Linked DNA regions of Mus musculus: region 1 is linked to region 2. Evidence: chromatin contacts called from public HiChIP or PLAC-seq data. All regions are on one chromosome and are shown on one strand. The core of a region is the stretch at or near the end of the contact, and the rest is flanking DNA. Distances in the headings are between cores, read along the strand shown. Region 1 has its middle 95 kb from the start of Gm13218. Region 2 holds the start of 9230102O04Rik (RIKEN cDNA 9230102O04 gene).

Region 1 (6,905 bases), core at 101-2,600, 200 kb after region 2:
AATACTGTATACATCTCAGAGGGTAGTGTGTGACAGAAGCATGACAACTGATGATGAGTCCCTGGTGTAGGTTGGTTGGTCAACACTTAGTTGCTATGGTGGTGATTATGAACATCATCCTTAGGAAGTATTCAGGAAGGATAAAGAACATCAGTGCGGGTAGGGAAGACCCTCCAGAGCCAGGGGCAATGTGAAGGATGAGAAGGAGATGCAAGGAATCTCCACCCACCCTGAAATGTTTTCTTTTCCTAGACTCATAGGCTGTCAGGATGGGATATGATATGAGGGTGAAAACCTCTTTATTGATCTGAGATCAGCTTGCCCTGCAGTGCTGATTACTCTCAACCCTCGTTGGCTATCCTTTACGAACCCTCACAAGCACAGATGGAATGGGAGGTCATGGAGAAGATTTCACTAAGAGCAAAGCAAAATAAAAGCACCAACTTTCACAGGACTCAAACATAAATAGCCCTACATATGACTAATGAGGTCAATGTACTTACGTAATTTTTAAAGTCATTTTCCAAACAAAAACTAAAGTATGGGCCAGAGAGATGGCTCAGAGAGTAACAAGCACATGGTGGACAAGCCTGGAGTCATGGGATGGGTCCTCAGAATCCTGGTGTCCATGGAAAAAGAGAACAGAGCCCACAAAGTTGTCCTTTACACACACACATCTTGGAGTGCAAATGTTCCCCACACTAGTGATACATAAAATTTAAAATGAAAGGTAGAAAAGATACAAAACCCATATAACATGTGTTACCCAGCGATACATGAACTACAGGGTGAATAATGTAACTACACTAGGCTGGAGGAGAACGTTGCTCAGCAGCGATTCCTGGAGCTTTCCCTACGCCACATCGAAACCGTCATTCCATCCTAATGGCAATTATTTCTGTGCTTTTCTATGTAGTTTTATCACCAAAATGTGCTTCTCTAATCTAATTGCCCAAGTTGAAGTTTCATTGTGTGTGTGTGTGTGTGTGTGTGTGTGTGTGTATATATATGATGTAGTCTTTTGATTTGTGAGGAGTTTAAAAGCTTACTGAGAGAACTTTCACAACACTTATGGGAACAGAGTAACCAACCCTGATACAAGAACTCTGGCATAGGGCTGGTGTGGTTCATGAGGTGAGACTAGGATCTTTGTCCCATGGCTTTGGCCTCTTCGCCCATTTTCCTCCATCTGGCATCAGTGAGCCACTAAAAGACCAGGAGAGATTTGGACAAATGTCTGTTAGTTGCTGTAGAGATAGGTGTGAGAAGGAGCCCTAGGGAGGCCAAGACCTTTGCCACCTCAAAAAAACACCTGCGGATCTTTCTGACAAAGTGACGTGACACTTTGGGGTTTTCAGTCTGCCTCAACACTGGAACTACAAACCACAGGACCTTTAGGCTGAGGGTGGGGACACCCAGAAAAGGGCAGCCCTCACCTTTCCTGTTGAAGTAAAGAGTCGAGAAGAAAAATGTTTGAAAATACGAGAGAACAAGAGAAGGCTCAGTCACCTGTGGGAAAGACAAAGCAAACAAAACCAGGAAGGATGCTCTCTGGTAGGACTGGACATCTGTGAGGAGTCTGAGGGACTGCTAAAGAGGCTAGCATTTGTGAAAGAGCACTGGAGATACAGTTCACCCTTTTGGCTGAGCCTGCTAAGTTCCAATGAAAAACTAAAAAAAAAAAAAAAAAGAATAAAAAGAAGTTTTTGGCTGCAGCAGACCTACAAGACGTAGCATGAGAGGGGGAAAAGAAAACTCGACTCCAAACACCAAGCTTGTATTCTCTCTGTGTGGGCAGAAGGTTTTATTACCATTATTTTGTATTATTTATTTCATACATCATTAAAATCCTTTGGCCCTTTCCCGAAGTCAGCGCACTTAAAACAAAATAATGTGGAAGGAAAACACTAAAGAAAAATACAATTTTGATTCTGTGTAACAAGGTGCCGTAAAAGCGTGGGCCAGGCCCTTCTCCATGGATCTATCTAGCTGGCTTTAGAGAAATGATTCATACTGCTGAAAAAGTTTGTGTCTTCCCTAGCTTGGAGAAAAGTTTGAGCATCTAAATCAAGAGGTGCTTGGAATACGGAGCGTACACCGTTTCTGTGGCCTTGGGCAAGGAGTTTAACCTTTGGGTGCCTCAGTTTCCCGCTCTGTAAAATAGGGATAATGAGACTTAATGACCTCATCATGCTGAGGTAAGGATTAATTAGTTGATGTTTGTAAATGGCTTTGAAGCCAGAAAATGCTACAACAGAGCTAGGCATTAGTATTAATAATACATTTCAACTGAGTTAATACTTGTATCGGCTGTCTTGGATTTCCCTGGCAGTTTCATCTGGGGACTTACTTTTCAGCCTCGCTCATTAAAATGAAATAAAAAGGAACGTTGCTGGCAGACAGTAGCTCTGGTCTTCGGCACAAAGATGAACTCATTCCTGCCCCGAGTGAAAGGATATCTTTTCTAGGGTGCATTCAATAGGAATCTCAAATGTCAAAACGGGACTGGAGGCACAGTGTGATTTCTTAGCAGCTCAGACATGTAAAAGATGCTGGTCACACATACAAGAAAGAAGCTTGCAGATCTGGGAGGAAACCACTTTCCAGAATTGATTCGATTCCTATGGTTTGGAGCCAACCACAGAGTGTCTTATCTGCCCTCTGCCTTAAGTTGTTTTTCACCGTCGGTCCCTTTTTCTGGCCTCCACCCCTTCCTGTGCTAGGTCACTTTGGGCTGTGTGCTATATGTGAGTGTTAAGTCTCCTGTGAGATCCATGATCATCTCCTTCCCTCTAAGTCATGTTAGAAAAACCTTCTTATTTTGTCCAACTGAACTCTGACCCCTCACCATGACGTGAATATTCCAGTGGGCGGGTAGCGCAACAGAGCCCCTGGCACCTAGTAGAAGTTCAAGGTGTATCTATCTAGTTAGAGCTGGATCTTGGAGACTTCCTGAGTGTCTGATGTTGAGAACCTAGAAAAAGTATGTCAACTGCACAGGATGCGAATGCCCAAGTTCACTTCCAAAGCCCAGGCTTCCGATTAGCCTTTGGTTGGCTAAATAATTGTATCAGTCTTATTTCTGCTACCATATCAAGATACTAGAGGCTTGGTAGTTTCTAAAAAAAAAAAAAAAAGAGGTTTATTTATCTGAGAGTTCTGTGCTTTCAAGGGTGTGGTCCAACATCCAGCCAGCTCTGGGGAAGCTTTCTTGATGAAGGAGATATTGCAAGAGAGACAGGATCGAGCAAAGACCAAGCTTCTTTTATAAACAAGCTGCTTGCTAGAACTAATTCAGGATCCCATGAGAACCCCACTAATGCCTTCTTAGGGTGATATCCTCAGTGAGTCAATGACTTCCCAAAGGTCCCACCACCTCTTAACACAAAAAGGCAAGTGTTGAGTGACATAGTTAAAGCATTTCTAACATACCGAAATGATTTCCCACAAGGGATGCTGTGTTTCTAGCATTATCTAATTGTCCCCCTATTCCGTGGCTGTCAGTGAAGACCTCCTCTTGGCTCCATCAGAACTGTGCAGAGAACTGGTTAGAAGCACAGACACTCAGGCTCAGGTTTGAGAAACATAAGTTCAAGTTCAGGTGCCTCTTGATCAGTGAGTGCCTCTTGTAGTCTGTAGCTATACAGTTGGGCAACAACAAAACTGATGTCTGAGTGGTCTTGCAGTTGGTAAAGGCCTGAGAGGGAGAGTAGACTCTTTCCTTTACACTCTATCCCCATTTCCGTTTCCCAATCATGGGGTACCTGGCTAGCCCTTCCCATACCTTTCCCTCTGACTTCTCAAGCCAGTTGGAAGCTCCACTGAGGTAAGAAACCACATCTCTGTGTTTCTGGTTCTGTTCACTAAAGCTCTCATGATCCTGCGTGCTCAGGGCCCCTCATAGGTGGGTCACCACATGGCTTACGTAGCCCGTGTGTGACTCAGGACCAGTATGTAGTGATGGGAGGGGAAGGAATTTGAGAGCCCTTCTGTTGGATGATGAAGGTAAAGTTCTGGTTACCAAGAACTTTGTGAGAATATAACTTGTAGTCATCTAGCAGATACACTTGAATTTATATTTATTTGAATTTTTTAATGATGGATGTGCATGTGTGTCTATGTGTTGGTATATGAACATGTGAGCAGATGTGCCCTCAAAGGTCAAAAGAGGGAGTCAGGTCTCTCGAAGCTGGACTGATAGTAGATTTTTTTTTGCCACTTGGTATTGGTGCTGGGAACTAAACTCAGATCCCGTACAAGAGAGTCCAGGCTCTTAATCGCTGAGCAATCTCTCTAATCCCATAGGCATTATCTTTTAAAAGGGCCATGCTTGGGGTTGTGGAGATGGCTCAGCTGGTAAAGAACGTACCATGCACATATGAGAATCCTAGTTCAACCAGCAGCATCCATATAAGAAGCTGGAGATGCTGGTGTTCCCTTGTAATCCCCATGCTGGGAAGCAGAGATGGGAGGATGCCTTACCAGCCCATCCAGCTGAACTGGTGAGTTCCACGTAAAAATCAGAGATCCTGTCTCACAAAACCATGTTGCTCGGCTCCTGCAGAACCACACTAGAGGCTAATCTCTAGTCTCCATAAGCAACCATGTGAGCTGCCTCACAGGCATACAGGGGCAGGTTTTACAGGGAACACTGAACAGTGGTCACTGGGGAACTGTCTTCATGTGCTGAATCTCCTTGGCAACTCTGAAGCTGAGCTCTTCTTGGTCTTGTTAGACACACTACCTGAATTAGCACGAGCAGACAATCACTGAATGTTCACTCTATGCTATGATTGTTCTGAATCTTCATCTTTGGCTCCTCGGGCCCTCTGCCGAAGTCCTGGGTCCTTGACTTTTGGAAAGGCTTATGATTTAATTGTGAGAACTCTGGGTTTCCTTCAGCAGATTCTAGAGCTGATTTAAGTAATTTGGCTTGGGGTAATTGAGGCCCAGGGGCTTGATACTGCCCTTTGAGAAGGATAACTAGCAGGCACGGTGATGGGGCTGGCTCCTGTTGCCCTGTATCTCACTGTCTGCCAGATTCCCTGGTGCCAAGCAATCTTAAACTGATATCCCAGGGATAACAGTAATTAGGATCTTCAAAGTACTTGGCAAACATTCATTAGCCGCTCCCATGGAAGAGAAGAGAGAAAGGAGGAACAAATAACACACAATCACTCCCATTTTGCAGATACTGAACATCAAGGCACAAAAAATGATGTCTTGCCTAAATCCATACTTTAAGAAAAGCCAGTGTTTGTGTGTGTGGTGTATACACACAAATTCGTGGGAAAGGGGTATAGGAGTGAGTTGCTGACCTTTGCATCTCTCTCCCCTGTATTTATAAGACATTTAAAATCATTCCTTTATAACTTCACATATACTTATATAACATTAATCATGTCTCCTCTTCATCCGACGTTTTGAGACAGGGTCTCTCAGCATAAGCTCAGAGATTGGCTGGACTGGCTGGTTTGTGAGCTTCATGGATGCTCTGTCTCTGCCTGTCCAGTGTGGGACTCATGGGTGTGTGTTCTCATGGCTGGCTTTCCATGTGGATGCCAAGGATCGAGACTCAGGTCCTCACGCCCACGTGGTGATCACTCTACCAACTGACTTATCTCTCTAGTTTCTAAAATTACCCTTCAGGTCAGAATACTCTCTGAGATGTTTGTGTGCGCTCTGTAGGATGTTCGGCCACCTTGATCTCTCAGACACCGGCAGTTCTTTAACCTCAGTCGTGACTTGTAGTGACACCCCAGAAATAGTCAAGGGTTTCCCAGCGAGTGAATGGGGGGGCGCATAAGATATATTAAGCTTTGAATTGTTCTTAATACTAAATATGCCTTCTTAATACTCTTTATGACAAGCTGTGTATGTATGGTCCCTATACTTTCCTGAGTATTGACATGTCCTAAGCAAATAAGAATATCATGGGGGGGGGGTGAATCTGACTTCCTCATTGAGATGCTCAAACACCTGCAACACAAATAGTGGACAGTTTCAAATAGGAAAGTCTACAGAGCCTCTTGGGGGCTACTCTTAGATTTGCTGATGAGGGCTGTATACTACCTCCCTCTCCACAGAAGGCAGCTCTCTGGGTCCAGAGGCATCAAGACCTGTAAGAGATGCTGTGCATCTTTGTCCTTTGGGCATAAATATATATACTCCATACACAAGTAGGTTTGTTTTGGAACCTTGTAACCCTGGGAGGCTGAACTTTCTAGATGATTAGGACCTATATTAAAAATCTTATCACTTGTGATAGCTGAGATTCAGACACAACTAATCTAGGCCTATCTGGGGCTCTCCTGGGGTGGAAGTCATAGGCTGTCAAGAGGTGAAAGAAGTTATCACAGAAACCACAGTAGCTGGGGAGGACTATTTTGTTTTCAGATAGGAGAGTTTAAGCAGGCACAGGTGGAAATATGTGAGGTATGTTGTCACTGGTAAGCCCTGAGGTTAAGTCCAAATTGAATAACTCAAAGTGAGTTTACTGCCCCAAATGGAGTGGTGCCACCCTTCACACACACACACACACACACACACACACACACACACACACACACACACACACACACACAAACACACATATACACATACACACACACACACACACACACACACACACACACACACACACACACATGTGGAGAGACCAGAGAGGTCCTCTGGTAGCATGTCCTAGGCACCATTCACCTTCTCTGTTGAGACAGTGTCTCTTGCTGAGCTGCAAGTTGCCAAGTAGGAGGCTGCAGCAACCACAGGGAATCAGCCTGTCTCCATCTCCCAAGTACCAGGACTTCACGTGTGTCACCACACCAGATCTCATTCCTACTCCTATTAGTTTTTAATGTGGGTTTCGGGGCTTGAACGCAGGTCTTCTGACTGGGCTGTCTCTCTAG
Region 2 (6,750 bases), core at 2,491-4,990:
AGAGAGATGCTGGGGAGAGAGGGACTCTTGGGAAAGTGACCATTATTGCTATCTTTCTATATAAAGATGCAAGTAGCATTTTTTCCCTTAACCTGGCCCTGTGCTTTAGTCAGTGTTTATGATTAATTATCTCCTTTTTCATAAAAATAAATCATGTTAAAAATTAGGATCTCTGCACTGGGGAGAAACTAACCACTGGTTTCAGGTCGATCTTGTTAATTTCAGCCTGAAATTGACACACTAATTAAAGAGCATCGTGGTAAAGCACGGGCAGGCAAGATTATACCCAGCCCCCCCCCCCTTTTATCAGATCTACCTTATATTTTCCCAATTAAAAACTGCAAAAAGCAGTTTCATTGCCCAGGGATAAAAAAATAAGGGCCCCCTTTTCACAATGCTGGCCATCGCTTTCCACCATCAGATTCATTGTGATGTATTAGATGCAATAAATTATCCCATGTAACAAAACATTGGGAGCTGAAAAGCAGATAATCTGGAAAGCAGAGATAAGGATTCATTATCCAAATCATTATGAATCCAGCGTTGCCTCTGACTTCTTTCTTAATCAGCTCCTCTGATCCTGGATATGTGAGCAGGACAGATAAGGAAAGAGCCGTTTATAATTCTCCACCTCGCCTAATATTTTAAAATAAAGTCAGAGGCAAGAAAACGCCATAAAACACTGGTGAGCAGGCAAGCGCCGGATGAAAAATCACTTCCATGCCATTATATCCACAGTAAGATTTAATTAAAATTCTCCCCATCCACGTGCCTTATTTTCAGATAGGATTTTTTCCCATCACGTAATAATTGATAGGAATTTGCAAACGGGGCTATTTATTTAGGATGCCTGGGTGGATTGGGTCTGAGGGTTCTTTTTTGTCTTTTTGTCTTTTTTGTTTTGTTTTTAATTTCTAGTGGCTCTTCTTCCAAACTTCCATTTGAGACATTCGTTCATAGCTACATTTTAGCAAGGCGTCTACTGCAGCCCACCCCCAATCACACTCTGAATCATAACCCTGGAAGTTGATTTTAATGAAAATGTTTTGTTGCGGGGGGGGGGGGTGTTAAAAAACAAAACAAGACAAAACAGAGGGCAGTTGGCTCCATGCTGTATGGCCTTTGCATACCTTCAAGCCAAACCTTCCTCCTCTACAGAATAAGTTCCCCTGAGTGGGACTGAAAGCCTAGATTTTTGTTTTGTTTTCCTATTTTGTTTCAGACAGAATCTCACTTTGTAACCCACTTTAGCCTCAAAATCATGATTCTCCTGCCTCAGCTTCTCTAAGGCTGCAGTTACAGGGGTGTACCTATCTTGACCGATTAGAACTTTTAAACACAGAGTAATCATTAAATGTACTGACGTTTGGCAGAGTGTCCTTTAAAGTTCTAACATAATCTCAAAGTGACGGTTGAAAAGGCAGGATGATGTTGGAGAGTGATGGACACAGTGACAAGTACTTTCTGGTTTTAGGGCAAGGAAATGATGTGTTGGGAACCCACTGAAATGGGATGCTACGAATTCCTCGTCCTTCTGCACAACAATGCTCCACTAACTGACCACACCGTCTACAGAGTAATCATTAAATGTACTGACGTTTGGCAGAGTGTCCTTTAAAGTTCTAACATAATCTCAAAGTGACGGTTGAAAAGGCAGGATGATGTTGGAGAGTGATGGACACAGTGACAAGTACTTTCTGGTTTTAGGGCAAGGAAATGATGTGTTGGGAACCCACTGAAATGGGATGCTACGAATTCCTCGTCCTTCTGCACAACAATGCTCCACTAACTGACCACACCGTCTCAGAAAGATTGGAGATCCTGTCAGAGATTATTTCCTCTATTTGGGGAATCCCTTTCTTTATCCCACGGGTGAACCTATCTCCATGGCCATCACAGAGATCCGCCTCCGCCTCCCGTGTTCCATTTATCCCAGAGTCATTTAATGATCCATCTTCTTCTTCCATGTGCCTGGTGACCTCCCTTTATATTTCAAACCCAGTGCCTTAGATCCTGATCTGAGAAAAGCTACAGAACTAACCTCTGGGTTTGAAGTAGCTGGCGATGGTGGCCATTAGGAGAGCACAATGGCTTCCAGGAACCATCCACAGCCAATATGTATCCCCAGGCCCAGGGTTCCACACTGTCTCCCTCGGTAGCTCAGCTCACAGTCCTCACCAGTGAGGAATGACCTCTGTCTCTTGGTCCCATTTCTACCCCAAACAGAAATGAAATAGTTCAGATCAGCAATTATTCCATGGTTCAGTGGTTATTCCGTGCAAGAGAAGTGGAGTCAGAAAAACCCGAGGTAGCTGGACTAGAAAGGGCACAGGTGCAAGCAACCAACAGGGAAGTCTTTATGTCTCCGTGGCTGTGAACTGGCCTGTGTCTTTGTGATCTATGTGTCCAGAGAACACACAAACATCCTCAATGAAAACACTCCCTAAAATTAGTGATGGGACCGTCCTGTTCTCAGGGCAGCTTCCAGCAACCCTGGCGTGAACTACTGTTATCACCACTGAATGAGGCAATGTCATTTCTTGTCACACACACACACACACACACACACACACACACACACACACAGAGAGAGAGAGAGAGAGAGAGAGAGAGAGACAGACAGACAGACAGACAGACAGAGACAGAGAGACAGACAGACAGAGACAGAGACAAAGAGAGAGACAGAGACAGAAATTGAAATTTCAACCGGAAAGCAACTCCGTTGTAAAATCAGACAGCGACTCGTGGTTTCTTAGAGCACTATCCTTGTACTGTGCTCAGGCGATGTCCAGTAATCAGGAATAAATGCCTCAGAGCCTTTCCCTCACTTCCCCCTTCATCTCCACTTTTTGTTTTCCTTTTCGACACAGGGGTTCTCAGTCCTGCTTTGTACACCAGGCTGACCAGCTAGAGACCCACCTGCCTCTGCCTCCGGAGTGCTGAGGACAGGGCAATCTATTAAAGGGGTGCTACTGCGCTGGACCCTCTCTCTTTACCTCATTCCCTTCCCACTTCAATACTCCCCCCCCCCGCCCCCCAACTCCCCTGTCCACCCTTCTGTCTGTTAAGAGAATCAGATCATGCCTTTAGCCCCAGCCAGACCACTGTAGTTCTTAGGATTTTCTTTTTTAGCCTCCAAGTTTCTTTGGAAGCCCAACTTCCTCCAGTTAAGACTTTTGGGAGCAATGACGGGGTTGGGGGTGGGGCACGCGACCGCATTTTCACAGCTCTTTACGTTTTAGAGCAGTGTTCAATCCGGAGCCGGTGTCGGCAGAAGGGAAGGAGCGCGGCGAGGCCGGCAGAGCAGACCCGAGGAGACCTGGGGGACAGAAGGTGCTCGCGAGGGAGCTTTAGTAAGAGGAGTGGGAGAGGGAAGAAAGTCTGCTTTGGTTCGGAAGTGCCCCTATAGGACGTACATTCTAAGGAAAAAGAGGCTTTCAAATTGGAGGCGAACTTGTTGAAGGTAAGGAGAAAGAGGAGGAGGGACAGCAGGGACCTTAAAGGGGGACAAGAAGCATTGAATGGGAAGTGAATGGGAAGCATGGGGAAACCGTAAAAAGCCCCACCCGCCCGCGAGACCCAGAAGTGAGATCTAGATACCGCTGGGTGCAGGGGATTGGGAGGATCAACTGTTGTAGTCACGTGGGCACATGCGTGCCTCTCTGGTCTCTGCTCCAGCCCCCATCCAGTCGCGCGTAAGGAGGAAGGGTACTTGTGTCTCTTACGCTTCCCGGAAGCCAGTCACATCTTCCCAGGACCCACGGCTTTCCTGGACAGTTCATAGGGTGCATTAGGGCAACAGGTTGGGCATAGGTTGTTAAGAGCATGGCTCCAGCCTAGTCCTCACAGCTTACTGGAGAGTGTGACTCTGCCACTTGGTGGCGGAGAGCTGGAGCGACAGGGCTGGGGACTGGCAGGATTGCTTTGGCGAAGATGGTTCTTCCGGGTTCCCCAATGGACCAGAAGATCCCCTTCTTTCCTTTTGCCAGATTGGCAAATGGTGTTCTCAGCTTGCTCCACTCTTGGGTTCATCGCACCCCAGAGGACGCCCCGCCGAGGCGCAGACGGGTTGGTGTCTAAATGGAAAGAATTTCAGGTTTGTGGAGGTAGAGACAGGTCGCTGACAGTATCTAGGAGAAAAGCGTGCCTATCCTGGTATCACCCACTCTGCAACGTGACATCCATCACCCGGTAGCTCTCGCCACTCCACGGGTGCCGACTAACACTTTCGGGACTCCCAGCTTCTCCTTTCTCCTCTGTCTTCCGCCCCACCTCAACAGTTCCGTAGGCTCTGACCGGTCTCCTTCTCCCAGGAGTTGACCACCCCAAAGCTGAACACTGAGTCACCTCTTTCTACCCAACCGGTTGGAGCAGCCCCAACTTATTGACTTCATGGTTCAGCCACGGACAAAACTTTGTTTTATTTCTCCCCAAGGATATATTTATTTTAAAAGTCAGCCTCCATATTTTTTTTGCAAAAATATTGTGAAGGGAAAATTCAACCTGCCAAAACAAATGGACCCTGACCCTTTTCTACCTCGGTGTTTGAAGGGTTTCATTTCACTCTAGCTGAAATGTACTCGTGGTAGATTCTCTTGGTACATGATTCAGATGCCCTTGCTATTGGATGGGAATGGGAAGGTGTGTGTGTGTGTGTGTGTGTGTGTGTGTGTGTGTTTACTCCAAGCAGGACACTGCAGTTATCTGGGTCCTGGGTAGGGCAAACAGCTTCATTTCCTTTATAGAATTTTCCCTTGACTGCTTCTAGTTCCTGTTTTTATTTTTTTATTTTTCTCCTCAAAAATAAAATTTCCTCATGAAATAATTTAAGACAATTGGGACCCATAGGATCCTTTTAACTCTGATGAATATTCTTCTATGCCTGGATTAGACAGCAGCAATCAAGTCCAGCCAAAAACATTCAAATTCTATTTTACTAATCCCGACTAAAGGGTGGTGGTGGCCGCTGCAGCAGTGGTGTGAAGTAAAGGCAAAGAGACTACTTTTGGGAATGGGGGTGCCCGTATAAACCCAAACCTTGAGAGAAAGAAAACACTTTTGAAGGCTTACTAGTTTGTTAGCTCTTCATACGATGTTCACTCCTGACCGTGCCCATAGAACCTCTTATTGAACCATTTGTTCAAAAGTGAGAAGAAAATGCTTCAAACACGTTTGTGCCTATGATAATGGCCCATTCCACAGGGCAGTGTCATTTATAGTGTTAATTCCAACCCGGTCTGGAGACAGTGGGCTGGCTTTGTAGGCACCAGGAGCAGGTCACATTTCAGGCAATGTTTCTTGCCCACCCGGTCCAACTCAGTTTCACACACCTCTGATGTGCGGTTTGTGTGTTTGCAAAAGGGGATGGTATTCATTCCCTCCCTCCCCCTCCTTCTTTCCTCCTCCCCCCTCCTCCTACCCCTTTGCAACCCGGAAGAGCTCTGCTGTCTACACTGAGCCAAGGGAGGCAGAGGGGAGGGGGCTCTTAGCAAGGATTCACATCAGCCAGGTTTTACCTCTGGCTGGAAGCCTGGCTGAGATGCAGTGAAGCAGCCGCCGCTGCTGTGGGAGCGTCAGCAACAGTGAAGTCTGCCTGTCATTTCTACCTTCAGATCTCCAGCAAGGCGGGTGGAAAAAAAACAAAAAAACAAAAACCAAACCAGCTGGCCTTCAGGAGAGAGCTGCCCTGGTCAGTGAGTACATAGCTATCTCCTTTTCCTCTGTTATCCTTCTCCTTGATTCCCATGGCGAGAATTAAGAGGAGGTCTCCGCCATGGGGATAGCTGCCTCTGAAAGAAAGTGAACCAGACCCCAGCCCTTTATTGTTCTTTCTGGGCACTGGAAGTCTTTGGCTTTCTGCAGTGACCTTGGGTGATCATGGTGTGGAAGTGTGTGGATGCCCTTGTTTGGAAGAAGGAGCTAGCAGAACTTGGGGTGCAAAGAAAAACTGAATGGGGGGTAATAAGAGCTGCTAGAATGCTTGGGAAGAGCTCTGCGTAGATGCTTTTCACTGTCAGGAGAACAGGACATTAGAGGAGCTAGCCCATCTACCCAGGACAGAGCATTCTCTAAAGGTGGCTGCAGTGCCCAAGTGTCAATGCCATGTTTACCTTTCCCTGCTTTACGAGCCTTACATGGTTAGGCTCATTGTCTGCATATCATTGAAGAAACGTGCACTGGGAGACAAAGTTGGAGCCCAGATGTGTCAACGTCTGGCAGCCCCCCAGGGTAGCTGGTGGTTGGTAGGCACCCTTGTTTACAGAAGCACCCCGAGGTGGGAGAGAAACCCAGCTTCCCAGAGAGTGTGACCAGGGTTCTGTGCAGTGAGAAAGCAGAGGGGATAAAATTTGGATATTTTTCCTGGGACAGCAGACCAGCAGACCTCCAGTTCCAATATACCATTCAGAAATAGAACACACACACACACACACACACACACACACACACACACACACACACACACACAGGATAATGTTAAAATGCAAGGAAAGGAGAGTCTGGTGAATCTGAGATATGAGCAGAGCCGTTGCTTTATTATTTTTTTTAAAGGCGATTTCTTTAATAGAGCAGGGTAACAAACTGACAGGTGTGATTCCATCCAGAATAGGAATGAAGTAGCTGTGCCCGCTGGACCCCTTGCTGTAGGTGTAGTTCCATATTTTTTGACATCTCCTCCCCTTATAGACCACACCAGGACCCTGAAATCACAGTTTGAGAGACCCAGAATTCTGAAGGGGGACAAATAATGAA

What was found. HiChIP or PLAC-seq counts read pairs in DNA pulled down with a chosen protein or histone mark.
Region 1: a Foxp3 HiChIP or PLAC-seq map of regulatory T cells shows a contact between it and region 2, with 6 times the contacts expected there. The contact joins the enhancer-like site here to the promoter of 9230102O04Rik in region 2. A contact is called at or near these places in 5 of 39 promoter capture datasets (the 3T3-L1 cell line, 3T3-L1-derived adipocytes, liver and 1 more), 5 of 484 Hi-C or Micro-C datasets (CD4 T cells, CD4 single positive thymocytes, LSK cells and 2 more), 8 of 115 datasets of contacts at active chromatin or transcription factors (CD8 T cells, the SCID.adh cell line, bone marrow-derived macrophages and 4 more) and 2 of 9 other capture datasets (adipose tissue and liver).

Annotation. Positions count from the first base shown.
Region 1 is chr2:9,684,171-9,691,075 of GRCm38.p6, reverse strand. No RefSeq gene overlaps it. Among named protein-coding and RNA genes, the nearest start is that of Gm13218, 95 kb to the right of the region's middle. Within about 2 kb of position 1,350, at least 27 of the 459 cell types and tissues checked have an H3K27ac peak or open chromatin away from gene starts, as enhancers often do. A contact at or near this core is called in CD8 T cells, the SCID.adh cell line and regulatory T cells, where this site is marked.
Region 2 is chr2:9,886,530-9,893,279 of GRCm38.p6, reverse strand. 9230102O04Rik (RIKEN cDNA 9230102O04 gene) reads left to right here and starts at 3,740. Exons shown (of 4, transcript NR_040511.1): 1 at 3,740-4,068; 2 at 5,613-5,689. It overlaps 4930412O13Rik (RIKEN cDNA 4930412O13 gene), which reads right to left. Exons shown (of 5, transcript NR_024257.1): 5 at 6,513-6,750. It also overlaps a transcript of Gata3 not described here.